Regions from separate parts of the Sus scrofa genome. Here regions 1 and 3 are each linked to region 2. The links are chromatin contacts, called in public HiChIP or PLAC-seq and promoter capture Hi-C maps. All regions are on one chromosome and are shown on one strand. Each heading gives the region's core, a stretch centred on a gene start, on an enhancer-like site or on the middle of the called end of the contact. The rest is flanking DNA. Distances are from core to core; before and after follow the strand shown. Region 1 holds the start of ARRB2 (beta-arrestin-2). Region 2 holds the start of GABARAP (GABA type A receptor-associated protein). Region 3 holds the start of LOC110255906 (collagen alpha-2(V) chain-like).

Region 1 (3,104 bases), core at 483-2,982, 430 kb after region 2:
ATTTGGGGAAGATAGGGGAGTATGGGAAAAGAGATGGACAAAGGTGGATGTTTTAGCTCCTTACGTCCAAGGATGTCCATCATCCATCATTCTCCCCAAGTCTGCTCAATTTTGCCCTAGAAATGACTCTTCAGCCTGGCTCCCCCTTCTCCCTTCCACTCTGCTGTTCATCATCTCCCCTTGACTGGGTTTAGTCTACAGCAGTCTTGCCTCTCTGTCTCCAACCTCCACACCGCGCAGGATTATCTTCCTATAGGAGCAATCTTATACCACTCCTTGGCTTAAAAAAAAACAAAAAAACAAAAAAACAAAAAAACACAACAGGAGTTCCCGTCGTGGCGCAGTGGTTAACGAATCCGACTAGGAACCATGAGGTTGCGGTTTCGGTCCCTGCCCTTGCTCAGTGGGTTAACGATCCGGCATTGCCGTGAGCTGTGGTGTAGGTTGCAGACGCGGCTCGGATCCCGCGTTGCTGTGGCTCTGGCGTAGGCCGGTGGCTGCAGCTCCGATTCAACCCCTAGCCTGGGAACCTCCATATGCCGCAGGAGCGGCCCAAGAAATAGCAACAACAACAACAACAAAAAGACAAAAGACAAAAAAAAAAAAAAAAAAAAACAAAACCCACTACTGGATCGACCGCCCTCCTCCAGGAGAGGCGCCCCCCCATTGCCTGCTCTACAAAACCCTTCACACTCTGTTCCACTCATCCAACCCAGTCTTATCACCCCTGCCCTCTCACCCTACAAAAACCTCAAAACAGGATGTGCCTCGCCTTTCTCTCTCTTCAGAATACCCTTTCTCAATTTCCGCCCACCCTTCAGGAAGATTATCCTCAAATGCCCCCTCCTCTGGACAGCCTGCCCTCCCTCCATTCCTCCCCCAGGAAAGGGCTGAGAGTCGCTTTGTCTTCTGAGTCATATCTCTAGTAAAGCATTCCTGGGATCATAGTACCTGTTTATGTGTCTCCTCAACCATACGAGGAAGGCAGGGGCCATGTTAATTCATTTCTGGGTCCCCATCGCCTAGCTTAGTGATTAGCGCAAAATGGGCATAGATAGATGAAATAGATGCAAGCGTGCGTGAATGGATGTTCGCTTTGATGAATGGGTGGAAAAAGGTAGGAAAGTAGCCCTGCGAAGATCAAATACCGACACTAGGGGGAGCTGACACATCACGCTAAGGAAACAGGAGGGCGGGCCAAAGAAGGAAACAAGCTCTAGGGTGAGCGGGCGAGCGGCGCGCAATAAGCGAGCATCACGCAACTGGAACCTCTCGCCCACGTGTGGATCCCCTCATCCTCCCTGCCAGACTGCTAGAGCTCATCCACCGCCCCCACCACCCCCTTCGCCTCCGCCGTCGCTGAGAAAGCAAACAAAGGGGCGGGGACCCCTGCAGGGTCCGGAATGGATAAAGCCAATCAGAGGCTCTTATTTCCTGAAGGCGGGCGCCTTCGTTTGAGGGGACCCAATCAGTGCCTAAGCGGGCGCGGAGGGGTGGAGAGATGGGCGGGAAGAGCAGAGTGCAGGGACCGCGCGCGCCGGGGAGGGGGGGTCCCTCGGCCGGGGTGGAGATGGGGGGCGGAGGGCGGCTGGAGGAGCCAATCACAGCGAGTGCCTGTGAGGAGAGGGCGGGCAGTGCCGGGGCGCGCGCGATCCGGGCTGACGCATTTGGCCTAGGCTCCCCAGGATCCGACGGGGGGGGCGGGAAGGAGGGGAGAGGGGAGTGGAGAAAGAGCGGGGGCGCGCGTGCGCAGTGGCGCGGGGAGGAGCAGGGACCTGGCAGCGGGCTCTGAGGCTGCGAGCGAGCCGCGAACCGGGCGGGCGGCGGGCGCGCGCACCATGGGGGAGAAACCGGGGACCAGGTAAGAGAGGTGGGGCTACGCGGCGGGACGTGGGTGGCGGCTCCAGACGGGTACTGGGACGGTTCCCAGACAAGGACACCCGGGAGAAAATTCAGGGGCCGGACGCCTGGGTCCCTAGGGGGCAGCCATCCGGGGCCGCACGCCTAGGTCCTCGAGGATAATGAGGGCAACGCATGCCACAGACCCTGCAAGGGGATCTCTGAGGGGATCGGGAAACCCGTATCTGGGTTCTCGAAGGGATGTGGGGGCTGGACGACTGGCTTCTCCGATGCAGGCAGCGATGCAGGGGCGGAGGAAGGAGCAGGTGGCCGGCCCCAAGGGGACTGGTATGGGCAGGCTGGATGCCAGGAGGGGGATCCCCTTAGACTCGTGCTGAGCCACTGGAGAGCCTCCTGTCCACTACCCTCCAAGCAGTCGGGCTCCCCCAACCTGTCCCAAGGGCCGGGTGGCTCCGCTTACAAACTTCTGCCTTCCCCTGGGTTGCTAGGAGCAACAGCTTCATCTTGGGGCAGCAAAGTGCCTGGCGACCCTCCCCGATCTGAGCCTTACCCCTCTTCCTGGGGGTGAGGGGAGGCAGTGTCTGCCCTGGGCACGCCATCCACTCCCCGGATGTTTTCTGTGCAATCGAGGCTCCTTCCCTCCACTGACACCTCCAGTTCTCTTTTTTGGTCTCTAGCAAAATCCACTTCCTGTTGTGACCCAACACCCCCAAGGGGGCAGGGGGTGAATGCCTGAGTCCCTGGGGAGCAGGAGCAAAAGAGGAAAAAGATTGGGGCTCTTGGCTTCTATTCAGAGAGGAACAGGAATGGTGGCCTGGTTCTGAGCTGTCACTTATTCTGCAAAACACCCTATCAGCCCCACCAATAGAGTAGGAAAACATAGATCTCTGAGCACCAAGTCGACTGATCCTGGAGAGATGATCAGAGGGCCGATTGGCGTCCTGGATTAGGGGTTAAACACAGAGAAAGGGGAAGTTGCTGACTTGAGGGAGGCCCCAGATTTCCGTTATGTGGTTCAGGGAGGGGGAAGGATGGGACCAAAGGGGGACTGCTGACTTGGCACAATTCCTCCCACCCCCATCAAATTCTGGGCCACAGGAAATGGAGAGAATAGTAGGAAGTGTGAGGGGGCATCTGCTTCGGCTCCCCACCACCACCGGGGGGCATCTCTGGTCACCCACACTCTACCTTCTTGGTCAACCTCAGTGTACAAACGCTGTTCTTCCTCAGCGTGGCAGGAGGCT
Region 2 (3,447 bases), core at 154-2,653:
TGGGACATAAAGCGGAGGCCTGGGAGAGCTGAAACATTGTCTGGTGGAGACAGGACTGGCCAGAGTGAGCGAAAGACACTCGGTAATCCGGGAGGCTCAAAGAGAAGCCAAGCCAGCTTTGTTGTGATTTGATTTTTTAAAAACTCTTGTACAAAACTGATCTAATTCTTCACTCCAAGGGCTGGGCTGTGGGTGGGAAACTGGGATTTTGGGCCACTGGATTTTCCCCAAACTTGTCCCTTCCCTTCCTTTTCCATCTTCCCTTCTTCCTAGAGTCCCTCAGACCTGTAACGAGCTTTCTCTTTTTTTCTTTCGTCTACTTAAACCATGCATTATAACTTTGAAACCAAAGCTGCCCTAGGTCCTTCTCTGGGTTTGGGGGAAATGAAGGGGCTTTGTTCACACCCACCCTGGCTCTGGGCAGAGGGTAAGGAGCAAGCTGTTGACCTGAGGGGAGGGTGTTGGCCACCCTGGCGGGGAGGGTCTTAGTGGCAGGATGATACCCTGGCCGGGAGCGAAAGAACAGCCCTGTGTCCAGAGGGAATGTGAGCTTCCGAACAGTAACACAGAAAAGTTTGAAAGGAAAAGAGAACTGGACGCTGGGAGAGGCCTGGCTTCGTCTGCGGGCCTGACTTAGACTAGCTGAGCGGGCGCAGCCCCCCGGGGGCGGAGGGGGGGGTGTCCCAGGCCCCTGGCGCCCCACCTCCCTCCCCTTGGCCCTGCTCCCCCAGCCGCAGCCGGCTCTACTTCCTCGCACTCGCCACGTGACGCCCCGCCCTTCTCTGCGATCACATGATCTCTCCGTGAGCCGCGAAGACTGTGTTCCTCCGCGCTGACGTAGTCCCTACCTTTCAGACCTCTCCAGTCCCTATTCGTCCACTCATTCCTGGAACCTAAGCATTCTGGAAACATAAGCGTCTTTCCAAACATAGGTCTCGTTTCTGCCCTCCTCTGTTTCCAAAGACCGCTTGCTCCATTGGGGTACTACTTTGTTTTGGTGTCAACCGCCGCCTTCAGCGTACCAGCACCTTTCCTGAATAGCTGTCCTTGTAATTATCTGCTTTTTTACCTCTGTTACTTCTGAAAAGCACTTTCGGAGAACCAAGTCTCAAATTATGATTACCATCTCCAAGCCCTTTTCATCCTGTGGAAAAAGTCAGGAAATGGGTTTTCAGTTATTTTCTATGATAGCAAAAAGCCAGCCACCTTTCCTACGTCGCCTGCGTAGCCCGTAAATTGATTCCAAAGCGATTACGCTGATTGCGTGAGGGGGGAGGTCAGTAGGTGGCGCTACGCTAGTGGCGTTGGGGCCACTGAGCTAGGAGCGTAACATAGCGAGTGGGGCGGCCTCTGACGGCCGGGGGCGGGGTTGGTGAATAGGGAAGTGGCGCAAGGTCCGGGATCGCTCCGCTGAATCCGCCCGCGCGTCGCCGCCGTCGCCGCCGCCCCCCATCCCGGCCCCCCCGGGTTCCCTCAGCCCAGCCCGGTCCAACCCGGTTCCCGGGAGGATGAAGTTCGTGTATAAAGAAGAGCATCCGTTCGAGAAGCGTCGCTCTGAGGGCGAGAAGATCCGAAAGAAATACCCGGACCGGGTGCCGGTGAGGACAGTAGCCAGGGCCGAGGGCGCGGGGCGCTGGCGCTGACGCCACAGCCTGGGCTTGAGTCCGAGACCCGCAGCGCGGGCATCAGGCTGCCAGCTGTGGCAGGGTTGGGAATGAGCCCGAAACTGCTGTCTGTGGGACTGGAGGTGAAAGGAGTGGGGTAGCATTAGAACTGGGGGGCTAGGGGATGTAGGCTTAAGGGGATGTAGGCGCGAGAGCTAGACCTTGGATTCGTGTAGGGCGTTTGACATTCCGAGCTTCACAGGGGGTGCTTGAGATTGAAGCTCTAGTCGGCCCAGACAAGACATGCCTGTTTGATTAAAATCATTGTTTGTTATGACGTCCTATTCAGGGATTCTGGAGGTTTAGGTGAGTTTGAGTCAGTGGGATCAGAATCCCTGCTCAGGACTGCGCCGCGTGTTCAGAGACAAAGAGAAATGAGTCTGGGGTAGGTAGGGATGCTAGGAATGTTGAGTTCTTGACAGGTGGAGCTGTGGGCCTGTATACCTAATGTCTCCTAATTTTCGTCTCTTTATCAGGTGATAGTAGAAAAGGCTCCCAAAGCTCGGATAGGAGACCTAGATAAAAAGAAATACCTGGTGCCTTCTGATCTCACAGGTGAGAACCTGACCCAGTAGCCAGGTTTGCTTCCTGGGGGGTGGGAATGTGGTCTCTGCTGGAGGAGGCTCCACATAGCAGCTGTTCTTTTGAAGGCGTTTGTGACCTCAGACTTTCTCAGACCTTGTTTCTTTGGCAGTTGGTCAGTTCTACTTCTTGATCCGGAAGCGAATTCATCTCCGAGCTGAGGATGCCTTGTTTTTCTTTGTCAACAATGTCATTCCACCCACCAGTGCCACGATGGGTCAGCTGTACCAGGTATAGTGTCTGGGAAGTAGTGGAGGCTTTGGAGAGGAGTTGGAAGCACTTGAGAGGCAGGAAGTTTTAAGTCAGCAGGTCTTGGACTAGTTGGCTTACTTAGCTCTCAGTTTTAAATTTGGCTTTAAAATCTCCTTATAGTTCTGGGTTGGGGATTTAGACAGGGCAGTGGGAGTAGAGAGAAAAGAGAACAGTGAGTTGGAGCAACTGTTGTGATCTGGACTTTCCCCAGGCCCCTCCCCATTTCGAGGCAGCAGAGAACAATGTGTGATTTTTATGCCTAGGACTGCTGCTAGGATAATACTGCTCAGCCGCTAGGGTCTGGAGCAAGTGAGAGGGAGAGTCAAAGCACTGGTTTTGGGGGTCTTCAAAAAGAATGTTTTTGGAAGAATGTGCCTGGGTGGTGGTTGGTTCAAGTAATTAAAGCCCAGGTGCCTGAGCACTGTCATTTTCTGCTTTCACCCCAGGAACACCATGAAGAAGACTTCTTTCTGTACATTGCCTACAGTGATGAAAGTGTCTATGGTCTGTGAAGCTGCTGCCCTTAAGGTCGGGGGTCCCATTCTTCAGACAGAGAGAGGTGGCCCACCTTCCTCGACCTGTCCTTCCTTGAGGCTCAAACACCACCTCCTTTCTTCAGGACCTACACTTCCTAATGTTTGAGACTCTCCTCCAGCCCTTCTTAAAACAAGGGTTAATGGGGGAGATGGCCTCCAGTACTCCTTTCCTTCCCTTTCTCTACCACCTTCCCACTCAGCTTTAGACTTCTTGATTGTCCATCTCTGTCACATCCAGTGGTCGTTTTGGTTTCTGTTTCCTTTCTAACTGCCCAGGGGGCTCAGGATCCCAACAATCCCTTATTTTCACTACCTTCTTTTTGGGGGGTAGATGGAAGGGACTGAATTGTGGCGGGGAAGGTAGGATACACATCAATAAAGAGGAAACCACCAAGCTGAACTGGATTTTGCTT
Region 3 (3,136 bases), core at 580-3,079, 490 kb before region 2:
CTGGGTTTGGAAGTGGCCTCTGCTGCAAGCCTCCCTTCCATCCACCCCTCAAGGCCATATCCTGTTTCCCCATCACATCCTTCCTCTGTGTGGCCCAAGAAGGTGATAGGGGCCCACTCCCTCCCCTCCTAACTCTGAGACACAAGAACCAGGTGTCCATGCAGGGGTCAGACCTAAGTCTGCCCTCACCTCAAACTCACTCCTCAGGGACCTATGTTTTCTGCTCTCTTAGCCATAGTTCTCTACCCTTAAGGACCCAGACACTTGGGTCCCAGTCTAGCCTCTCCACTTCCGGCCTTCCAGCCCCCATCCTTCCCCCTGCCCCTAGAGACTCAGGCCCCCAGCCCCCAACCTCCATGATGCAATGTGCTGCAAGCTGCCTTGGCTGCTGATGACACTGCCCCCGGGGGGAGGTGCTATTTCTGACCCAAGCAAGGCCCCTCACCTGGCCAGAGTAGTGGTCAGCTGCAGGCTAGAGAGGCCAGGCAGGCAAGTTCCTTCTGCTGGAGAAGGGAGCTTGAGGCTGGATCCCTCCAGGACAGGGACGCTCAGAATGTGAGACCAGGGAGTGAGTGAGCGAGAGTCTATGTGTGTGTAGTCTGTAGCATTTGTATATGTGGTTGTGTTGAGGGAGAAAGGGAAGCTGGGGAGGGTCTAGCCTACAGAGAGGGGAGTGGCAGGCCTTAGGACAGACTAAGAGGAGGAGTGAGGGGCAGCCGAGGGGGTCAGCGGGGTGTGTATGGGGTGTCTGGACACCAGAGTGGGGGAGGGGCCAACAGCCGTTTAAAGGGCCAGCCCCAGAGCTTTAATCCCTCACCAGCTCTGGCCCCAAGCCGGAGGCTGTAATTCATCTGTCCAACAGCTGGGGTGGGTGTGTGTGGTGGGGGGGGGCATGTGGACGGGAAGGGGGAGCTGGGGGAGGGGCCGCGGCTTTCTTGTGCACAGAGCCAAACAACAAAAGGAAAAGCTGAAGGGCCAGCTCCAGTGTGCCCAGGCCAGGCTGCTGACCCACAGACCTGCCAGTGGCCCCCACCTGGTGGCCAACAGGCTCTGTAGTTTAGACTCATGGATTCTTGGCCAAGGACTCCATGAACCCAAAGGTGGGGCCCTGGAGAAGGCCCACGCTGAGTGCCCCCCCAGGCAGGCTGTCAGCCCTCCTTGCAGGTCCCAGCTGCAGCCCGATCCCAGACCTGGCAGGCCTCGCAAAAGATTCAGCCTCAAATGCCCTGCTCACCGGCCAAGCCTCCCCAGACATGGTCTGCCGGCTCGGCTCCCCCTCCCGCTGGCGCAGGGTGGCAGCGGCCACACCGAGGCTGTCCCTTTAAATCATTACCACCCCTGATGGTGTGGATGAACTGAGGGCCCTGCCCCCCAGGCAGGCAGCTTGCCACCTCCCCCCCACGAGTCCCCAGAAATGTGAGGGCCATTTAAAGGGACAACAGAGAGGCAGCCGGGTCCCTAACCGCCCCCGCCCCCACCCCGCGTACACTCGCAGCCCCTTTCCCCCACGACACACAGCCCCTTGCCCCTCCAGAGGGCCCCCCAAATTCCGGTTCTCTCCCCACCCCTAGAGACTGCTAGAGGAGAAAGGGGGCCAGAGTTGGGGGGCGGGGAACTGGGGGAGCGAGAAAAGGACAGGGACTCCCTCCTTCCTCAGAGCCCCAGGGGACAGGTCGGAAGGAAAGCAAAGCCAGGAGAAGCAGCGAGACAGAGCCCCGAAAGGTGCCGCGGGCAGACCTGGGACGCACAGGCTGTCGGGCGACGGGAAGGGAGTCAGGCTGCACGAGACGGCGGCGCGGCCGGCGGGTGACCAGCCCAAGTGGGGGAGATGGAACGAGGAGGGCCGGGGGAAAGCGGCAAGGCCGGGGGCGACGGGGAGACGGAACCGGGGAAAGGGGTCAGCCGGGAGGGTGTGGAGGAAAATCCGAGAAGGGAGGGCGAGCCAGGCCGGGGTTACCTGCTGGGTGTCTGTCCCCCGGCGGTGCCCCCGGAGTCCGGGTAGGGAGGGGGGAGCAGCAGGGGGGGAGTGGGGGCTGGGGGGGCGGGGGAGACGGTCCCTCCTCTGCCTCCTGGGCCTGCCCCGGCGCTTGCAGCCTCTGCCTCCCTCCCTCCTCCTCCCCGTCCCTGAGTCCCGGAGTCAAACAAAGAACTGTAGCAGGCTCTCCCCAACCCCCTCCCTCCTCCTCCTCCTCCTCCTCCTCCTCCACCTCCTCCTCCCCTCCCTCCCTCCCCACCAGCAGGCTCCCTCCTCCTCCCTTCCGGTCTCTTCCTTCAACTACCCGCCCCCCCCCCAGCCCCCAGCACTGGTCTCTCTACCCACCCACCCGAGCCTTTTACACACCCCTCGGCCAGCCCTGTCCCCGCAAAGGAAACCGTGGAGTCCCTCTGCAAAATTGAAAGGCTCCAGAGAACATGGGAGGGGATTGGGGTCTTGCTCAAAAATCGAGAACCACAATACAATTATTTTATTTTCACAGCCAGAGGAATAGTCTGAGCTGTCTCTTCTTCAAGAAGGGGGGGAAAAAATAATCCCAAAGAAAGCAATACAAATCTGACTAAAGCCCTCATCAAATAAAGTGCACAATGCAGTGGAAGCTAATCCCCAAACCCCTCTCCCCCCACCTACCAAATTAACACAAACTCTCCATTCCTAAGATCATGGTCAGTTGGAAGCAGGCTTACCAACCATAATAGTAAAATAATAACTAACAACATTTAACAAGAACAAGCATTTCATAACAAGCGTTCATTCAGTGTTCATTCTGTGCCAGGGACTGTGCTAAATGCTTTGCATAAATAATTTTGTTTTTCCCAGTCAACAGCCTAGAAGGTAGGTATTGATATTTAAATTTTCCAGATGAAGACTATGAGGCTCCGAGAGGTGGTCACCTTTCCAAGTACTTATAGCCACGAAGTGGCAGAGCTAGGAATGGAATCCAGGTCTGATCTGACAGCCCGAATTCTAAGGTATACAATAAGAGAAACCAGTATCCAATACCATAACCAACCCCAGGACTTAACAGAGAAGGGGAAACCATAGCTATCAAGTGAGTCCCCTTCCTTCAAGAGTGAGATCTACCCACCGACACAGAATAAAGGCCCTGACTTTCCTAATACAATCTAATACAGTTTCTTG

What was found. Promoter capture Hi-C pulls out the DNA fragments that hold promoters and counts their contacts. HiChIP or PLAC-seq counts read pairs in DNA pulled down with a chosen protein or histone mark.
Region 1: a contact with region 2 is called in an H3K27ac HiChIP or PLAC-seq map of alveolar macrophages. The contact joins the promoter of ARRB2 here to the promoter of GABARAP in region 2. A contact is called at or near these places in 1 of 5 promoter capture datasets (fetal liver) and 1 of 2 datasets of contacts at active chromatin or transcription factors (alveolar macrophages).
Region 3: a promoter capture Hi-C map of liver shows a contact between it and region 2, with 4 times the contacts expected there. The contact joins the promoter of LOC110255906 here to the promoter of GABARAP in region 2. A contact is called at or near these places in 2 of 5 promoter capture datasets (fetal liver and liver), 1 of 47 Hi-C or Micro-C datasets (liver) and 1 of 2 datasets of contacts at active chromatin or transcription factors (alveolar macrophages).

The regions. Positions count from the first base shown.
Region 1 is chr12:52,168,990-52,172,093 of Sscrofa11.1, reverse strand. It overlaps ARRB2 (beta-arrestin-2), which reads left to right and starts at 1,732. Exons shown (of 14, transcript XM_021067791.1): 1 at 1,732-1,861. The coding sequence starts at 1,839.
Region 2 is chr12:52,596,122-52,599,568 of Sscrofa11.1, reverse strand. It overlaps GABARAP (GABA type A receptor-associated protein), which reads left to right and starts at 1,403. Exons shown (of 4, transcript NM_001190288.1): 1 at 1,403-1,598; 2 at 2,141-2,219; 3 at 2,359-2,477; 4 at 2,945-3,439. The coding sequence starts at 1,509. The coding sequence ends at 3,010.
Region 3 is chr12:53,090,351-53,093,486 of Sscrofa11.1, reverse strand. It overlaps LOC110255906 (collagen alpha-2(V) chain-like), which reads left to right and starts at 1,829. Exons shown (of 4, transcript XM_021066316.1): 1 at 1,829-1,998. The coding sequence starts at 1,829. All of the region lies in intron 1 of KDM6B (lysine-specific demethylase 6B), which reads right to left.